Linked DNA regions of Gossypium arboreum: region 2 is linked to region 1. Evidence: chromatin contacts called from public Hi-C data. All regions are on one chromosome and are shown on one strand. Each heading gives the region's core, a stretch centred on a gene start, on an enhancer-like site or on the middle of the called end of the contact. The rest is flanking DNA. Distances are from core to core; before and after follow the strand shown. Region 1 holds the start of LOC108474219 (cellulose synthase-like protein E1). Region 2 holds the start of LOC108470477.

What was found. Hi-C and Micro-C count contacts between places; a contact is called where the count stands out from the background.
Region 2: a contact with region 1 is called in a Hi-C map of leaf, with 2.4 times the contacts expected there. The contact joins the promoter of LOC108470477 here to the promoter of LOC108474219 in region 1. A contact is called at or near these places in 2 of 5 Hi-C or Micro-C datasets (both in leaf).

The regions. Positions count from the first base shown.
Region 1 is chr11:105,862,777-105,868,428 of ASM2569848v2, forward strand. It overlaps LOC108474219 (cellulose synthase-like protein E1), which reads right to left and starts at 3,383. Exons shown (of 7, transcript XM_053021870.1): 1 at 3,005-3,383; 2 at 2,600-2,909; 3 at 636-767. The coding sequence starts at 3,276.
Region 2 is chr11:106,122,630-106,128,281 of ASM2569848v2, forward strand. LOC108470477 reads left to right here and starts at 3,540. Exons shown (of 2, transcript XM_017771801.2): 1 at 3,540-4,538; 2 at 4,853-5,211. The coding sequence starts at 3,786. The coding sequence ends at 4,969.

The sequences.
Region 1 (5,652 bases), core at 2,133-4,632:
ATGGTCAAACCAATCAACTGATAGTTTCTGTTAATGGAAGGGGCTAACTGATTTTTCTTTGGGGTCACTGATGGCTTAATTGAATGCAGTTTTTTCATAATAACTTAAGTGAGTTTACTAATTTTGTAGTGAGAGCTCTTTTCACCCTTTAACATATTTATTATATACATAAAATTTAAATTTTTATCTTTAATAATTTTTTTTCATTCTTACATTATCGCTATAACTACATATAAATTTAAATACATATATCACAATTAATTTTAATCCCATACTATCGTAACTAATTTTATAACCACTACTGTTTGTATTCTCACATAGGTAATTTCTCTACACATTCAAAAAGATCTTTAATGGGAAGAAAAATTATTGTTCCCTCTGACTAATTCTTTTTCCAATCAGTGACTCAATTGGTTCAAAAGTATACGAATCTACGTTTGATAACTTAGTTGTTTGCAAGAGTTTGAATGCTTATTTAATTTTATAAGCTATTTATATATGCATTTAAACGTATAGAATTAATAGTATATTTATAAATGAATCTTATATTGTAAATTATTGATTAAGTGTTTATTTTTTTTTCAAAAATAATTTAGGGTACAATCACAATTATACCAAATAAAATTTATACTTACAAGAGCATTCATGGCTCCAGCTTTGAAATGGTGGTGATATTGAGGTCTTTTCTCTCTAGCCAAATACACTAGAGTTGGCAAAGGGTTGCCTTCAATATCCACAGCATTGGTGTCTCGTCCATCAATTAGTATCTAAGAAACATTAATCAAAACATCATTTATTAATTAAGCCCAACTATTCAAAGCCTAACTAATTAGAAGTTTATGAAATGAGCAATTTACTTGAAGAATGGTTTGATGATCATGTTTACTTGTAACAAAGTTCCACTCACGAAATCCTTTGTGTTGTTTATAGACTTGTTGTGGAATTTGGTTTAACTTTGTGGTGGTTTCAATCCTCATTTTCATTTCCTCGTATAATCTCTGCATTATTATTGACAAAGAAAAAAACAAAATTTTACATCAAATGTAGGTGCAAATAATTATATATTTAAAATTTGACATTAATTCAAAAAATATTTAAAATAGAAAAATTGATTACATGAATTTTTAAAAGTATTCATAGATATAAGTATTGTACAAATTACAAATAATATAATGTTGAATCAAATAGAAATATTATCAACTCAATATCTCGAAATAAAAATACATATATTTATAATTTATGTTTATTAGTATTATTATAAATATTGCTCGGTCCCTATTGTGCTGGAAAAGATTTTCAATGATATAAGCATAGAAGTCAAAAAGGAGGGGAAATAGCATGTATAAGTAACATATTATTGTGCCACATACCCAATTTTTTGGGGGAAGAAAATAAAAGAATGTAATTTTCTTTTAAACCTTAAACAAATTATTTTTTATTAACTAGCATGAGACAAAATGCTTAATTTCAAAAACAAACTTCTCTGTTTGGAAATAAAAATAATAAAATTAAGCTGGCCTGATTTTTATAATTATATCAACAACAATGCTCTGGTCCTACCAGTTTTTGGAAAAAAAAAGTTAGAAATCAATCGATTAAAAGTTAAATGGTGGATTTAAATTGTTGGATAAGTTAATTTAATAATTAATAAAATTTTACATTTCAGTTAATAATGGATTTTAAATAAAATTAAGAAAAATTAAAGTATAAATGAAATCTAATCCCTTACCAAAATATTTGAAAAATTAGTAAAATAATCTAAATTGATTTTTTTATCAAATTTAATATACTGGTTCTCTTTCTTTTAAGTAATATATTGGATTCATTAAACCTTCAATTTTAGATATCATATTAAATTAGAGTTAATTATATCAGACATCTCTAAATTATAATACTCATTTTAAATTAGTTTTCAAATGTCAATATATTCTAATTACATCATTAATTTATTAATGTTATATGAATCAGGTTTTTCATTATTGAAATTATTAGATACATAAAATCTTATGCGACATAATTAAAAATAAAAAAATAAAAAAAAATAAAATGTGGCCTCATAATTTTAAAATTAAAACTAAAAATAAAATAAAATTTAAATCAGAGAGCGAGAGAGAAAAATGATAATTTCTATAAAAGATTTAAAAATATTAGTTTTTCATTTTAATTTATGTCAGAAGATTTAACATTTTATTTAACGGTTAAATTAGCGATTTCAGTAATAAAATAATCTTATTTATATAATATTAATAATTTATCGATGTAATTAAAATGTTTTAGAATTTGATAAAAATCAAACAGGTCGAAATCATCCAACGAATGGTCTAGATATTTCAAGCATTGATTTAAGCGAAAATGTGGATAAAAAACCAAATGGGACCGAGCTGCTAAGGCTGAGGATACGTATGGTGCTTTTACTAGTCTATTTTTAGAGACGTGTGTCATCATCAATGATAATGCAGAAATGCACCCAATATAAATCTTATCAAGATTTTTTAACCCCACATAAAAAATTGCACTTAACCAAAAAAGCAAAAAGAAAAATAATAATTGCACTTAGAAGCAAACATTCGAACAACTTGCATGATTGATTTAAAATTACCTTAACTGAAGGCCATTCTTCGACATTGAGTGGTTCAGAAGCTGTCCTAAAGTAAGCCTCAGGAGACATGGGTTCCACTTTGAACTTCTTGCAGAAAGGCAGCCATGTCTTTGAGAAATTTGCAGCCTCTAACATGGCATAAAACGTTAAATTCGATCCTCCATCATCTGATAAATATACGCTTAACTTTTCAGGTGGATAATCATATGCCATCATAGATAGAACTGTGTTCACCACCATGCTCGGTGGCTCTAACAACGGATCCGCCGTGCACACAAATATGTCGATGCCCGGTAGTTCTTTTCCGAACCTTTCCAAGATTGAAAGTAATGAATTCAACGTAAATGGTCAATTATGAAATATGAAACAAACCGGGATGAAAACATAAATAAGATATGTATGTACCTTTGAGAGAGCCTGTGTATGAATGGAATACGGATGACAGCGTTCCATCTACAAACAGTGGTGAGAAGCCAATAAAATGAGAACCATAGCTCAGAAAGAAACAAGCCAATCCAAGTCCACCTCTCAGCTTTTCCTCCAATTGAGAAATACCTAATTCTATACATAACAATGAAGCAGATGCCAAGCAAGATTGAAGCTGCGATGCACCTGAACAGTATTCGTCCCTTAACTTGCCTTGTTTCGAACAGTGGAACATATTCATTTTCTGCCATTTCTCTCTCTCACACACACAGCTGAGCATCGATGTATTTGTTTATGGATTGAATTAATGATAAGCTCGGCTTTTACTTTTCAAAAGAAACAAAAAGGAGGAAGTATCTTCTAATGAATATGGGATCATGGGCCCATAATAAAGGTAGTCCAATAAATTCGATGTGAATTACAGTGGTAAACTTGTGTAAATTTTAAATTGATTAACATAAAATCTAAGGTTTAATCCCTGTAATTATAAATCCACATAAAATTAATTACAACAGTCATGGTCCCACAAAAATTTGAAAATTTTTTATTAAGCATTGCAAGATTAAATCAAAATGTTTTTAAATTATCTTTCAGAAATTCATAATAATATCTTTTTTTTCTTTAGACATACTAAGGGTTGAAGTTAACTAGCTCTGGTTTTCATGAATAATTTGATTTTAGTTTGATAAAACTTAAATGGTTTGATGTGAATATTTGTATGAGTTCTCATGGTACTAAACTGCTCTTTGTTTTTCTGAATTGACATGTAAATGTCATTCACATTTCTTCTAAATGCATTATATATCTTGCATATGATGTAAATCTTAGTTTAAAGGTAAGTATATAAGGTTTTATCCTTATTGTCTCACTAAGCTTTATGCTTAACGTGTCGTCGTTTTTATGCATAGGTCTTCCGAACTAAGGCTCGGTGTTTCTTGAGGATCACAAGCATACACCATTGTTTTCATTTGAAGAGTATGAAACCTTTGTATTTGTCATTAATAACTAATGACATGTACTGAAGAAGTCATTTAGGGGTGCATACATGATTGTTTCATATTACTTGTAATGGGGTATTAACCATATCTACTTTGGTTGGCCTTGAGCAACATGCTATATATACTTTGAATGTATCAATGCGTGCTTTGATTTTCCGTACTTTAGTTTGGTCATTGAATGGTTTTATATAAGTTTATTATGCTAGATTAACAACTTGAATGTTTTGACTTGTTTTGCCTCTTTTTTATTATGTTTTATGAACAAAGTTATCATGCTTTTAGTTACTTTTCGAATATGGTTTATAGAAATCTAGTTTGGAGGTGTTTTGGAAGTCGTTTTTGGCTACTAGAATGTGAGTTTTAAGTTACTTAAGTTTGGCCTTTGATATGGTGAAGTTTGGGGTTGAAAGAGGGGAGTTTTAGTGTAACGACTCGAAAGTTAGTGATGTCGAAAAATACGATTTCGGAACTCCATTTTTGGTAAGAGAGTTCTTAAATATTATTATTTAATATTTATGAGATTAGTATTAAAGTTTCATTAAAGTTTGGTCCATTAATTTTGTTAATCAAATAGCTAATTAAGGTACAAGGACTAAATTGTAAAGTGGTAAAAATTAATCGCTATGAATTTTTATTTAATTGAAGAACCAATTGAGTAAATAGACCATTAGAATATGGAAAATGGTGGTGGGTAGGGGTGAGCGTTCGATCGAATCAAATCGAGTGAAAAAAACTCGAGTTAACGAGTCCTATTTTATCATCTTAACTTCGTTTGAATTTTTTTCGAATCAAGTTGAGTGGAGTTGTTCGAGTTAAGCTAAAAATTAAACATGTCAAATTAAAATCTTGTTACAGTATAACTAATCTCATGTTAGAGCACATAAATTTGAAATCATATATATTTAATAACTTTTTCAAAAAAAAAAACTTTAGTATGATAAACATGAATCATTAATTAACTTATTTCAGGTCCCCAAAATTATTATTATAATTTTTAATTTTTAATTTTCTTTATATATATTTTAGAATCTTTTATATTTTTTAAAAATATAAATTTTGAAATTTTATAAATATTTTGAAATTTAAAATTATTTTAAATTTTTTGTAATTCCTTTTGAGAGATAGACCAATTTGCTCATTTTCAAACTTGATAGGGACCAAAAGAGTATTTACACCAATTTTTTATTCGAATTGTAAACTTCAACACAATTCAAACTCGAAAGTAGAATTACTTATTCAAGTTGACTCAAATAATTTAAATAACTCGATTTAGTTAACTCGAAATTCAATTTTTTTTCCAAATCAAACCGAGTTTTTCTCACCCCTAATGATAGGTAATGATTGGAATCCACCAACTCTGATTAAGCATGTTGGTGTCAATTTAATTAATGTTTTAATTAATTATAATTAATTTAGTATAATTAAAGTATACAAAGAAAAAAGTGCTTATCATCTTTATTTCTCTTTCTTCTTCACCGTATACACACCAAAGAAAACCTAAAGGAAGCCATTTAAGCTTCAAGACATTTGGCTTTTTATTATCAGGTAAGTTTTAAATTTGTCTATTGTAATTTTTTATATTTTTGATATCCTAATAGCTTGATTTAACTAGTTTGTGTATCAATTTGT
Region 2 (5,652 bases), core at 2,290-4,789, 260 kb after region 1:
AAAGCATTAGACATTCCTCTCTCTTTGGTTGCATTTTTTTGGCTCAGTTGGAGTAACTTTTTCATTCCTTTGATATTATGGTAATTCCCCTTTAATTCTCCATGGAAACTTGATCTAAAACAAACACCCTTGATTGTCTACGTTTTTGCAACTATTTCTCAATCTTTAAGGTTGATTGATACATCTCTTCAATGTCAACATGTTGATACATTTCCACTTTGTCTCCAATCTTAGGAATTAACCTTGCTAGAAATCTTGCCATGGTGACATAATGTTCTTCCACTATACTAGTACAAGTCTTGATGACTTCCATTTCTTTTTACAACTCATCAATGGTCTCATTACCTTGAGTAAGGCATTGGAACCTTTGATGTATCTCACGATAGTAATATGGTGACATAAACTGCTTTTGTACAATGGTATTCAGCTCAACCCAAGACCTAACCAGTGTCTTGCGATTAAGGATCCCGGAAATACACAACTAATCCCACCATGTTAGAGCATAACCAATGAACTCAACGAAGGCATATTTTACCTTTGTTTCAATGGAATAGTTTTAGCATGCAAAAATTGCCTCAATCTTTACTTTCCACTCAAGGTAAGCATTAGAAACGTTCTTTCTAGAGAAGGAAGAAATCTTCGACTTTAGTACATCTCTGTTACATTCCTTTTTAAGAACATATTCAGACTCAACATCAGCACCATCAGACTTTGGGTCTGGATCAGCTATGTCAACCTCCTTTCTTTTAGAAGTTTGATCATTAGAGATTGAATGATTAGTAAGGCCTCAGTAAGCTTTTGAAAACTATCAACCATTATTCTCTCTTGATTGGAAATGGTCTGAGCAAGAAACTCCATTTGCTCTTTGATCATTGCACTGTCTGCCCTTAAAGCTAAATTTGTTTATTTTTCATCTGGTTCACTTAACCTTGTAAGGCCTCAATCAACAAAGGGTTGTACTCCTTAGCTGAGTCACCTTTAACACCTTTATTACTCTAATCATCTCTTCCTTTAACGACACTTGATAAAGTCATCATTGAAATTCACTTTGATACCAACTAATGCGGAACCCACATGATCTGGAACAAATACTAGAGAGAAATCAGTTTTGAATATCAAAATATCACAATAATAATCAGAAAATATAAAGTAAATAAAAAGAAGAATGAGATAGAGAACTCTATAAAACTCTTGAACAAGGCTGTTCAAAATCCTCAATAATCAGGTGGACTCCAATGAAACCCCTAATTTAGAGGAATTAGAAACGTCGACCAAAGGAAAAAGCTTGAATCAGGGGCGAAGCTATGATGGCCCCCATAAAATGTAAAATTATTATTTTGGCCCTTAATTTTTTTAAAAATTTTAAATTAATAATAATAAAATTGCACTTTGACCTCTCTTAAAATTATAAAAATTCGATTTAATTCTTTACAAATTATAAAGATATAAACTATAAAAAATTAAAATTTCGTCCGGCCCCTAAAAAAAATTTCTAGCTTTCACACTAGCTTGAATCCTCTACCACTTCGAAAGAACTTGAAAAGGAAACAAACTTCAAAAAAATCAAGAGAAAATTCACTTTTAACTCTCAAATTCACAAACTATTTTTCCAAAGTGAGAAAAACTTCAATATTCATTAACTTGGTCTAAAAGTGGGTGGCAAATGTCCAATGAAAAAAAAATGAAAGAGATACAAAAAAAATTTTAAAAAAAGATTTAAAATAAAGATAAGAGGTAAAAAAAACAATTTAAAAGAGATAAAAATATTTAAATGTCCCCATTATCTCCAAGTCTCCTTATTCAAGCTACCTTCTTATCATTTATTGTATGCGGACGTAATTTACTTGGTATAGAATCAACCAATGTGGGCTGCACTTCTTGTAAACGGACTATCACAATTTTGCTTTGATTTTCAACAGCTAATCCGTAAAGTCCATTGGATCTGTCGCGACTCTTTTTCTAATTCAATCCAACAAGAGCATGGCCGAAAGAGAAATTTATTTCAGAACTCCAAAATTGATCCAACAAAAGTTAAACTTGGACTTCTTAACGTCACACTCATCATAAGCCTCATTCAAGCTAATATAAATGATTTCTTGAATAAGAATTCAATTTGATTTTCACTTGTCTCACCTTGCTTTTAATAATTAGCCCATTAGGCAAAGTCCTGTTTTGTGGCTTCGGTCTACAACTCATGGGTTGGTATCATCTTCATTTATGAATTCAACATATGTTATTTTTAGGAAAAATAAATACCCAATTAATAAATCACTGTCTAAAACTTTTTTTATATTTTTATAGTTAAAATGATGGTTAATATATTGATTGAGTCTTAATTTAATTGGTAAGAATATTATTATTAATGTATTGTCAATATAAAAGGACGTGAGTTGAAGTGTACTGAAGTGTATTATGATCTTATTTATAAAACAGAGAAAAATTGAAAATTGAAAATGTCCAAAAAAGCAGAGAGTGAATGCACGTTTTATATAAATTAATGAAACAGACCACGTCTAGGCAGCGTAAAGTCTATACATGGTAATAACATATGTATCAGTCTTATATTCTTCTTCTAAATGTTAATATGGTATAAGCCATGTTGTATTAATCATATTAAAATTCTATCATGTTCAAAATTACTAATTACCAACTTGTACATAGATTCTTTTCTTTATTTTTTATATTAATTTCTTCCCAGGCCACTCCATGGTTCAACCTAAGCTAGGTTTAGGTTGGGGAGGCAGTTTTTAACAATACGAAGGCTTTAGCTGCAACGTGTTTGGTTTCCATGGAAAACGACTTACCAAAACAGACACAATGTGTTTCTTGTAATAAAAAAACACTTCCCTAATGCATACTCGAGACGGATTCCCCTCTCTTTAACCTAAACTTGCTATATATGTATATATATATAAATCCAACTCTCATGAAAGTTACCAGTGGATCAATACTTTGTTGATGATGGAAGACAAGTTTATTATCTGTGTTTGAAAATATGCCTACCCAATAAAGGTTTTATGAGAGGTAAATCTAGATGGTTTAGGAGAGAAACGATCTTTATCTTTTAACTTTGTAATTATAATAAAAGGAAGATACCAGTCCCTGGACAGTTGTATGCCCCTTTCACTTTCATCTTTTCTATCTTATTTTTCTCCTTTTTTTTTTTTTTCTTCGAAAACCTACCAGTCACTATCATTCCAAGCAAACTCCTACAAGCAACCGACACCTCCTTTTCCTTTTCTCTTCCTCTTTATTTTTTTTTTCTCATCATCTAAATTGGGAATCATTACTTAGTTTAATAATAATATGAAAAAATATACTATTGGGTGTGGTTATAGTATTCAAAACATTATCTGGTTTATTGTAGGCTGTTGGCTTCACTTTAACCAAACTGTTGGTATAGTATTCAAAACTTTTAACTGTTGACAAAAAAATAAAGAAAAAATTAAAAAACTAAAAAGAAATATCCTGGAACTGGGTACTTGAGGGAAGGCATTCTCTTAGTGGGTCCCTTTGGACCACCCTTAATTTGTCATCCTGTTAGAAGGGATAAGCTCATAGGAACTCAAAACTGTCATTTTTTTCTTGGTTGAAAGGTTTAATCTCTCACTCCAAAGAGCTAGAGGACACCATTTGTGCTGGTGGCCTTTGCTCTCATCACTCATAATTCCACATAAAACTCCTTGTAAAGCCACCTTTTTTGATCCAATAATTCAAATCCCTTCACCCACCTCACTTCCTATAATAACTCCCCCATTTGAATCAGATTCCATTTCCTAAAAAATATGATTCACCAAGAGATGGATATTGATCATGAATGGGTTTTCCTCCCTGATAATAGATTCCTGGATATCAATCAAGACCATGGAGGAAAACAAGTTTCTGATTCAAACCTTGTTTTCTTCACAGACTACTTCGATGAAGAACAGTCTCCACCGTCAGGGAATTCAGGGAAGATAGCTAAACAAGTTGTCCCAGTTCCATTTCCATTGGAACCAAGAATCCTTAAGGTTCCAGAAAATGAACTAGGGAAGGAAATCACCAAAAGGGTACCTCTTGATTTCAGTTCTACACCATCCATGATCCTTGAGAAGATCAAAGAAGCTGGTATGGAATCAGTTGGAGGTGATAAAGAAGTGAAGACACAAGTTTCGTTTAGGAAACCAAGTTACAACAACAATGAATCTGTCGACATGACCAACAAAATGGACTCACCAAGGTCCACTACGAAAGGAGTTATCCCTCAATTGGATGCTGCAGGTACGTTTAATTTTGACGATGAAACTGGATTTTTGGAGAACATGAGTTCCCCCAAAATAAAAGATTTGGTGGAAAAGAAAGCTGAGAATAAAGATGTAAACTGGGAAGAAAGCTCTGGTGGCCTTAATTTATGGAAATGGAGTTTGACTGGTATCGGAGCCATCTGCTCTTTTGGTGTTGCTGCGGCTACTTTTTGCATCATCATTTTTGGAACTCAACAAAGGAACAAACAACAACTGAACCAGAAACTGCTGTTCCAACGTTACAGTGATGACAAGGTATGAAAATTTTCTCACTTTTTCTTGTCTATTTTTTTAACTTTCCTGGAAAATTGAGAATCTTTGTAAATTTATAGTTTTAACTGATCTGATATTTGTTAAATAAAACATGTTGATGTGAACATTAGAGATATATTTTGTCTTCTTTATTACCCCTACAATGCAAATAATAATGAAAAGGATATACACATTTCATCATTTAAGAGTCCAAATTAAAAAGCAACACCATTTCTTCCAAATTACATCACATTAAATTTAGGGCCATTTTTAGATAATACTTGTAGATTAAGTAACTTAATTTGTTGTTATTGTAGAGGATGAAACAAGTGGTTCATCACACAACTAAACTCAATGAAGCAATTTCAATGGTGAGAGGAGTACCAATCACCAGAGCTCAAATAACATTCGGTGGTTACTATGATGGTATTTAAAGCAATGTTGCTTGGAGAAATCTGGACCACTCATCTGCTGTTGTTCTCCAAGTGTCAAGGATTTATTATGCCAGTTCTATACAAGAATGTTAAAATAGGGGTATCTGTGTTTTTGTACATAATAAAATGGTAAATGGATTGTGAATCCTGCTTGTAGTCCTGAAAATTCTATATTATAGTGTTTATTTAGCCACTTATAATAGATGCTTGCATCATTGGCATATGCAAGCATAGTTTTTAAACTGTGGGAGTTGATATTAGTGAAATGTCTACAAATCCAGCACTTATATTATATAAATATTGAGGAACATTAAATTTACTAAGATTTTTATCATTTCTCATCTCTCCATTCAGATTTGTTCTCTTGAATGGTTTCTACATATGCCATCTCCCTTGCAAAAAAAAACATATCTTAATTCACAAAATAAAGAAATTGAATATCACAATACAGTTTCAAAGGTCAAAGGAAAATTTGAAAATGGATGAAATGTTACAAAAATTAAATTTTGTGTTTATTAATTAAACAACATAAATGATATTTTTTTGGTCTCCTTAATTATTTGGGTCCATACTACATAATAGTCAAATTTATTAATCAACTAGCCACTATTATTTGCGTGATTTAAGATTGAGTCTGGATTTCAGCAATTTTTTAATGTAGTCAATGTTATTCGGAATTTTTT